2 separate regions of the Hordeum vulgare genome follow, and region 2 is linked to region 1. Evidence: chromatin contacts called from public Hi-C data. All regions are on one chromosome and are shown on one strand. Each heading gives the region's core, a stretch centred on a gene start, on an enhancer-like site or on the middle of the called end of the contact. The rest is flanking DNA. Distances are from core to core; before and after follow the strand shown.

What was found. A called contact is a pair of places that touch in the nucleus more often than the background predicts.
Region 2: a contact with region 1 is called in a Hi-C map of leaf, with 6 times the contacts expected there. The contact joins the promoter of LOC123427140 here to the promoter of LOC123427138 in region 1. A contact is called at or near these places in 3 of 6 Hi-C or Micro-C datasets (leaf and seedling) and 1 of 1 datasets of contacts at active chromatin or transcription factors (embryo).

What each region holds. Positions count from the first base shown.
Region 1 is chr2H:545,357,832-545,360,964 of MorexV3_pseudomolecules_assembly, forward strand. LOC123427138 (protein CHROMOSOME TRANSMISSION FIDELITY 7) reads right to left here and starts at 1,665. Exons shown (of 6, transcript XM_045111112.1): 1 at 1,412-1,665; 2 at 943-1,159; 3 at 709-801; 4 at 395-469; 5 at 1-289. The coding sequence starts at 1,470.
Region 2 is chr2H:545,719,949-545,723,081 of MorexV3_pseudomolecules_assembly, forward strand. LOC123427140 (probable folate-biopterin transporter 2) reads left to right here and starts at 1,438. Exons shown (of 5, transcript XM_045111114.1): 1 at 1,438-2,215; 2 at 2,385-2,644; 3 at 2,763-2,858; 4 at 2,949-3,119. The coding sequence starts at 1,834.

The DNA.
Region 1 (3,133 bases), core at 415-2,914:
CCCGGAATCCACAGAGGGCGGGAACAGCTTCTTCTTCGCAGACTATGGCGCCAGGGCCCTGGCACACTTCTTTGTTCTTGTCGGGGTGATTATGCCGTCGTAGGACTTCCCTCTTGAAACTTATTTTCCCAAACTTTAATGTATGGTTTGCCTGTGCTGATTCAGTTTTATTGTCCGGCAAATTGCTTCGGTTTTCCGATGCAGAGCTTGGAATAACTTTGTGTGCTGCTTTTATCGGTTCGGCAACTAGACATCCCACTATCCTCCCACCAGATACAAACAGATAGACCTATGCAACAGAGATGTTTTCTTTCTTTCAGTAACACAAAATATATTGCATTTATGATGTTATATTTTATATACTCCGTACACGGGAATTAAAAGTGTAACTTACCTTGCAGAGCTTATGAAGGAGCTGGCCTTCACCAAACCCCAGCTCCTTTTCCACCACTTTGATCACCTCCTGAAACTGACATATGTACATGATGTTAAATGGTTTGCAAACTAAATCTCAAAATCTGTGCAATTTGCATCTGCGTTTCTAATGTCGAAATGTGGATTGGTTGTGAAGTGGTTCAGGCTTTCAGCAGTAAGCATGGATGCATACACACAGATTACAGCTACCAGTCAACTTACAGTCTGCATTTCTTGCTGTTCCGTATACAAGTCATGCATCAGGACATAACAAAGTGAGTTTGCCCAAATTACCTTGCTGTTCCGTATACAAGAATTTTCACCTCTTGCTAGAATTATCCGGTCACCGCCCTCGGACCTCATAACCACGGTTTCCTCGCGCCAACCCTGCATTTCGTCGGTCAGAAACTCTCCACCCGTAGAAACAGCAAGGTGGAAACTCTCCACCCGTAGAAACTCTCCACCCTGCAATTCAAAAAAAAAAAAAAAAAAAAAAAAAAAAAAAAAAACAAGTGCAGCGCAATGAACCTTGAACGGGACGCCCTCGAAGTAGCTCTTGTGGTAGGCCCTGTGAACCTTCTCGTCATCGTCGTTGCCGCGGGCGTACATCATGCCGCAGACCGCGCACATGTGGAGGAGGAAATCAGGTTGCCCCAGCTCCAGGTGGAACTGCCCGTAGTTCCTCTTCTTGTTGAGGACCTTGCCGTCCCCGCAGCTCTTGGGCCTCTTCGCCTCCGTCGCCTCGCTGCCCAAAACCATCGACACGGATCAGTCGGATTCGCGAAAAGGTGAATCTGAAAGGCACCCATTCGGTGTAGAATACTTGCAAGATTTTGGAAGCATCGAACGGCCGTCCACTTGGAAGGAAATGAGAACGAACACAGGTCAAGATTTCGCGTCGGAGGATAATTCTGCATCAGTTGTAAGGGTAGGCTCGGAACCGGCGAGGTTTGGTGCGAGCAGTGATCGGCTTCAAGCGGGGAAAGGGAAGAAGAACCTGCTCGGATCCGGCCCCGTGACCTGGCGCTTGAAGAACGTGTTGATCTTGGGCTGCATCTCCTCGCGCTCTCCCCCTTCTTCTTTCCTGCCGGAGTGGGGGAAGAAGAGGCGACGGCGGCGGGCGGAGACGATGAAGACGCTGGGTGGGGACTGAGAGGGGGGCAAGCGGGCGAATGGACGGTGCTGATGAGGGGATGACGCCGCGAGGGGAGGAGATCGGACGGGCAGGGAATGGGAAGGCCGTCACGCGGGGTTCTGAGATGAAGACAGGGATTCGCTCCGCCGTTTTTAACCGAAGCTCCGTTGGAAACAGAGTCCTGGAACGGAGGGACTCCGAACAGGCCATTCGTCTCCATCTTTCCAATTTTGCTTTCAAATCAAATAGCAGCCCTCAAATTCACTCTAGCAGCCCTCAAATTCACTCTACTCTCTAATTATACTATGCACTATATCCTCTATATTTTTAAGACCTCACAATTAATTAAGATCTTTAATTTAGAAATGCACCACTCGATTTTCCCTGGTCAACAATTTTCAAGGATATCTCCCGTTCAATTCTTTTAGTCCACTAACCTCTCATATTCAATTCTTTTATACTACACACGATGCTTGTTAATTTTAAGGCCTCACATTAATTAAGGTCGTTAATTTAGAAATGGATTATTCGATTTTGATCGGGTTAACAATTTTTCAAGGAGTCCCCCTTCATTTCTTTGAATTCACTATGTTCCCTATTTCAATTTTGAATATAAATAAAACTCACTCCATCATCTCCCTCATGCGCCAAACTTTCACATTCATTTCTTTGAATTAACAGAATCATACCACGAAAGACCCACCAAACTATCACATTATAAATATAAATAAAACTCACTCCATCATCTCCCTCATCCGCCAAACTAAATATTTTATCAGTTCTAAAATATAAGGGGTATTAGATTTTTGAAAAGTCAAATTCCTATAACTTTGACCAAATTCAGAGCAAAAAATATCATCATCCACAATATTAAATAAAAAACTATGAAAATTCATTTCACGATGAATCTAATCATACCTACTTGATATTACAGATTTTGATATATTAATTTGATTAGACTTAAAAGGTTTGACTTTTCATACACCTTATACTTTGAAACAAAGTGATGTATCTTCTAAGAAATCCAACAATACCAACGACGCAGCAAAGCGCGCCCAACCCTTCTAGTTTAATACACTATGCTCCTTGGTTTTAAGGCCTTACATTTAATTGACGTCTTCAATTCTGAATTGGGTCACTGATTTTGACCAGGTCAATGTTTGAAGGGAAATGCTTCTTAACGGATGTCTGATAGGAACAAATCTTCAGACTGGTCAAGGAACGTAGATGAAGTTTTCATCTCATGGCTGAAATTGATTCCAAATCTGGTAGACGTGTTTCCATATATATCTGCGTGACTTCCTTGCCATGTATTCACCCATAATCACTCCCGTAATAATCGCACCAGCCCCAAACACTCCCCACGCGTCCCTCGTCCCCGGCTCCATGGCTGCTCCAAAATCACCTCCATCCCAGAGCTCACATCCTGAATCCATCCGCCATGATTCAGCCATCCCCCTTGGACCCTAAGATTAACCGGGTCGGTGCACCATCCCATCCGGTGGCTATGCCTATTCTACATGACATGCACAAAGGACGAGGTCACAACTTCCTTGCCTGCCCGTGCATCTGCCGTACCTTCAT
Region 2 (3,133 bases), core at 188-2,687, 360 kb after region 1:
CAATCGGACGGCACGTGGGTGTGCGCTCGGGACAACCAACGAGCATGCAAGCACTTTTTAGAATTTGGGTTGAAATTAATCCTAGCGCCCGGCTGTAGCGTCCGCTTTGGAGATGCCTTTAGGACATCTACAGTCGGGTGGCTCAAACCACCCTCATACGTTTCGACGGAAGGCCTGATCAGAAAAACCCAACCAAGACGGACGCCTTAAACTAACCTCAAATCTCTAGTCTGGCCAACACCTCTCATATCTAGTCTAAATATGAGGCGGATATGGAGAGACTCGAATGCGACCAAGCGCGTCCACGTTAGACCCGACCCACGCTGGCCTATCCGATCCCACATATATCCGTCCCCGTCCCTTCCTCGCACCAAACCCTAGCTGCTCCGCTTCACTCCACTCCAGCACCTAAACTCCCGTCTGGCGATCTCCAAACTTCTTTGGCATGTCGGGCAGCGAATCTGAGTCCTACATCTCCAGATTCGTTCTCCGAGCTTATCCCACGCAACCCCAATGAGGAGATTATCATCCGGCTTGCGCTCTATCACTCACGTGAGGAGGAGGCCCGACGGCAGTGCTCGAACTCCTTTCATCGGGAATCCGTTGTGTCCATCCAAATGGTGCATGGATGCCCTGCTAGGTGTGTCGTCGCTACCTCATCGAAGGCGGTGCGGTATGTGTGGCGTCCGAACGCAGTGACAGATGTGGAACCCCTTCATTGAGGCGCCAAGGCAGAGGACCCACCATGGACGTCGTCTGACGAAAACATGGCACAGGATGCATGTCGTGTGCAACAGCGGGCACGGGAGGAGGCGACAGCCCTCGCCGTGGTGGACGTTGGCGAGGCGGAGTTGTATTTTCCGGTGCCCCGTATGGTGCACCAGTCTCTACGCCGCAACCGCGTTGTGGTGGATGTCGCCATCTCATCCCAGGATGGGTCCATCATCGATCTGACGTCCATCGACACCGTTAGGGATTCTGGCTCCGACAAGGAAGAGTGGGGCATGGAAGACCATGTCGCCTCGAGTCTCATGAGCTGGCTCGTGTTTCATGTCCTACTCTACCTCGCAAGAGATCGGAACAACACTCTGGGGAGCGTAGCCGGCCGTCGGACATGAGCGCGGCGAAGTTAGACGAGCTCCGCCTAAAGGATCAATTCAAGTTGCATGTAATAATATGGATTTGAGATTTTTAATTTGAGATATCCAATTGTATAATAGATTATTTGGTACTTGAATGGTTATTAGGCAATACCAATCTTAATGCCCCGTATGAGGTGGTTTAGAGCTCTTCTTAGAAAAAAGAAAGGTGATTTAGTAATATCCATTTTAATAATCAAAGCAAAGCAATAGCCAAGAATGTGACATCACGCGTGATCCCTTTTCCTGGATCATCCGTTGATAGCGAGGAAAAGAATGCCCTCCAATATCACCGTCGCTCACCGCCGGCAAATCAAATCAGAAAATTCACCACGGCCTTTCCCTTCCTCTCCCTCTCGTAGATTCCCATTGTCTGATGAACTCCGGCGACCGTGCCTGTCTGCACAACGCCCTGATTTTTCGTCTTCTCGCTCGTGTAGAAACAAGTTGCGAGTCCAAGTCAAACCAAACACCGCGAACTCGCACTTCGCCTCGTGCTCAGCTACTGCCTACTGCTAGGTGCTAGCCAGTCAGCTCACCAAGAAAATATACGCCGCATCTCGCGCTCGTCGGCCTCTCCCGGCGGCCAACCGCCCGGTCGCCGCAGCTCGCATTCCTGCCGCGCGGTTTCCCGTGGCTTCGCCGCAGATCCCCAAGAGGCCTCGGAAGAAACTGTTCCTCGCGGGCTACTGCTATGATGGATCCCGACGCCAAGGAGGGCGGGCCACTCGAAGAAGCTGGCGGCGCCGGCGCCGAGAGCGGTCCCCGCGACGGCAGCGTCGAATGCGGCGCAGCCTCCCCCTTCCGCTGGCTGCGGCGGCTCTCCCGCGAGCTGCACTGGAGCTTCGTGCTCGCCGTCTTCGCCGTCTACGGGGCCTGCCAGGGCGTGGGCAACGCCGTCGGGGTGGTCGCCGCCTCGTACTACAGCAAGGACGTGCTGCGCCTCCAGCCGTCCGCGGCGCAGTTCTACCAGGGCATCGTCGACTCGCCGTGGGTCGTCAAGCCCGTCTGGGGCCTGCTCACCGACGTCGTGCCCGTCGCCGGGTACCGCCGCCGCCCCTACTTCCTTCTCGCAGGTGAGAAGATTTGGGGATCTCTTCTTGATTCCAGACACACACACACACACACACTGACACACACACTGACACACACACACACACACAGAGACAAATAGGCAAACTCGACATCATTTTCATGGTTGGTATCCCCTGATGCTCTGTGTTCTGACTTCTGAGGTTAATGCAGGCGTAATTGGCGCCACATCCATGCTTATCATTTCCCTGCAAAGCAATCTGGGGCTCATACCGGCGGTCCTGGCCCTCACGGCGCAGAGCGCAGGCGCGGCAATAGCCGACGTGACGCTCGACGCCCTGGTTGCACAGAACAGCATAACACACCCACCGCTTGCCGCCGACATGCAGAGCTTGTGTGGGTTTTGCTCCTCATTTGGGTCACTGATCGGGTACTCCATCAGTGGCCTTCTTGTGCACTCCATGGGTGCCCAGGTTCGTGAGTCTCCTGTTATGTTAAGCTAATATGCTATCAATTCTTGTTCCTCACATGCCTTGGCATGCGAATTCCATGTTCTCGGCGAATGATATGTCTTGTGCTTGCTGTTTGAAGGGGGCTATTGGCTTGTTGAGCATCCCCTCTGCACTGGTGTTCTCAGCTGGGATTCTCCTGAAGGAGAGCAGAGTGACAAACTTCGATTACAAGCAGGTCAGACAGCACACTCGACTTTTTTGTTGGGTCGAATTACTGAATCATGTCTTTGCACACTAATGCCATTTAAGGCCTTTGCTGAATCAGGTTCATAAGAAGTTCTACAAAGCAATTCAGTCAATGGGGACAACACTGAAGTGCCCTGAAGTCTGGCGGCCGTGTTTGTACATATATGTTTCGCTCAATCTAAGCCTAGATATCCAAGGAGGAATGTTCTACTGGTACACAGATCGACTAACTGGACCAGGATTTTCTGAGGTGTGCACATATCA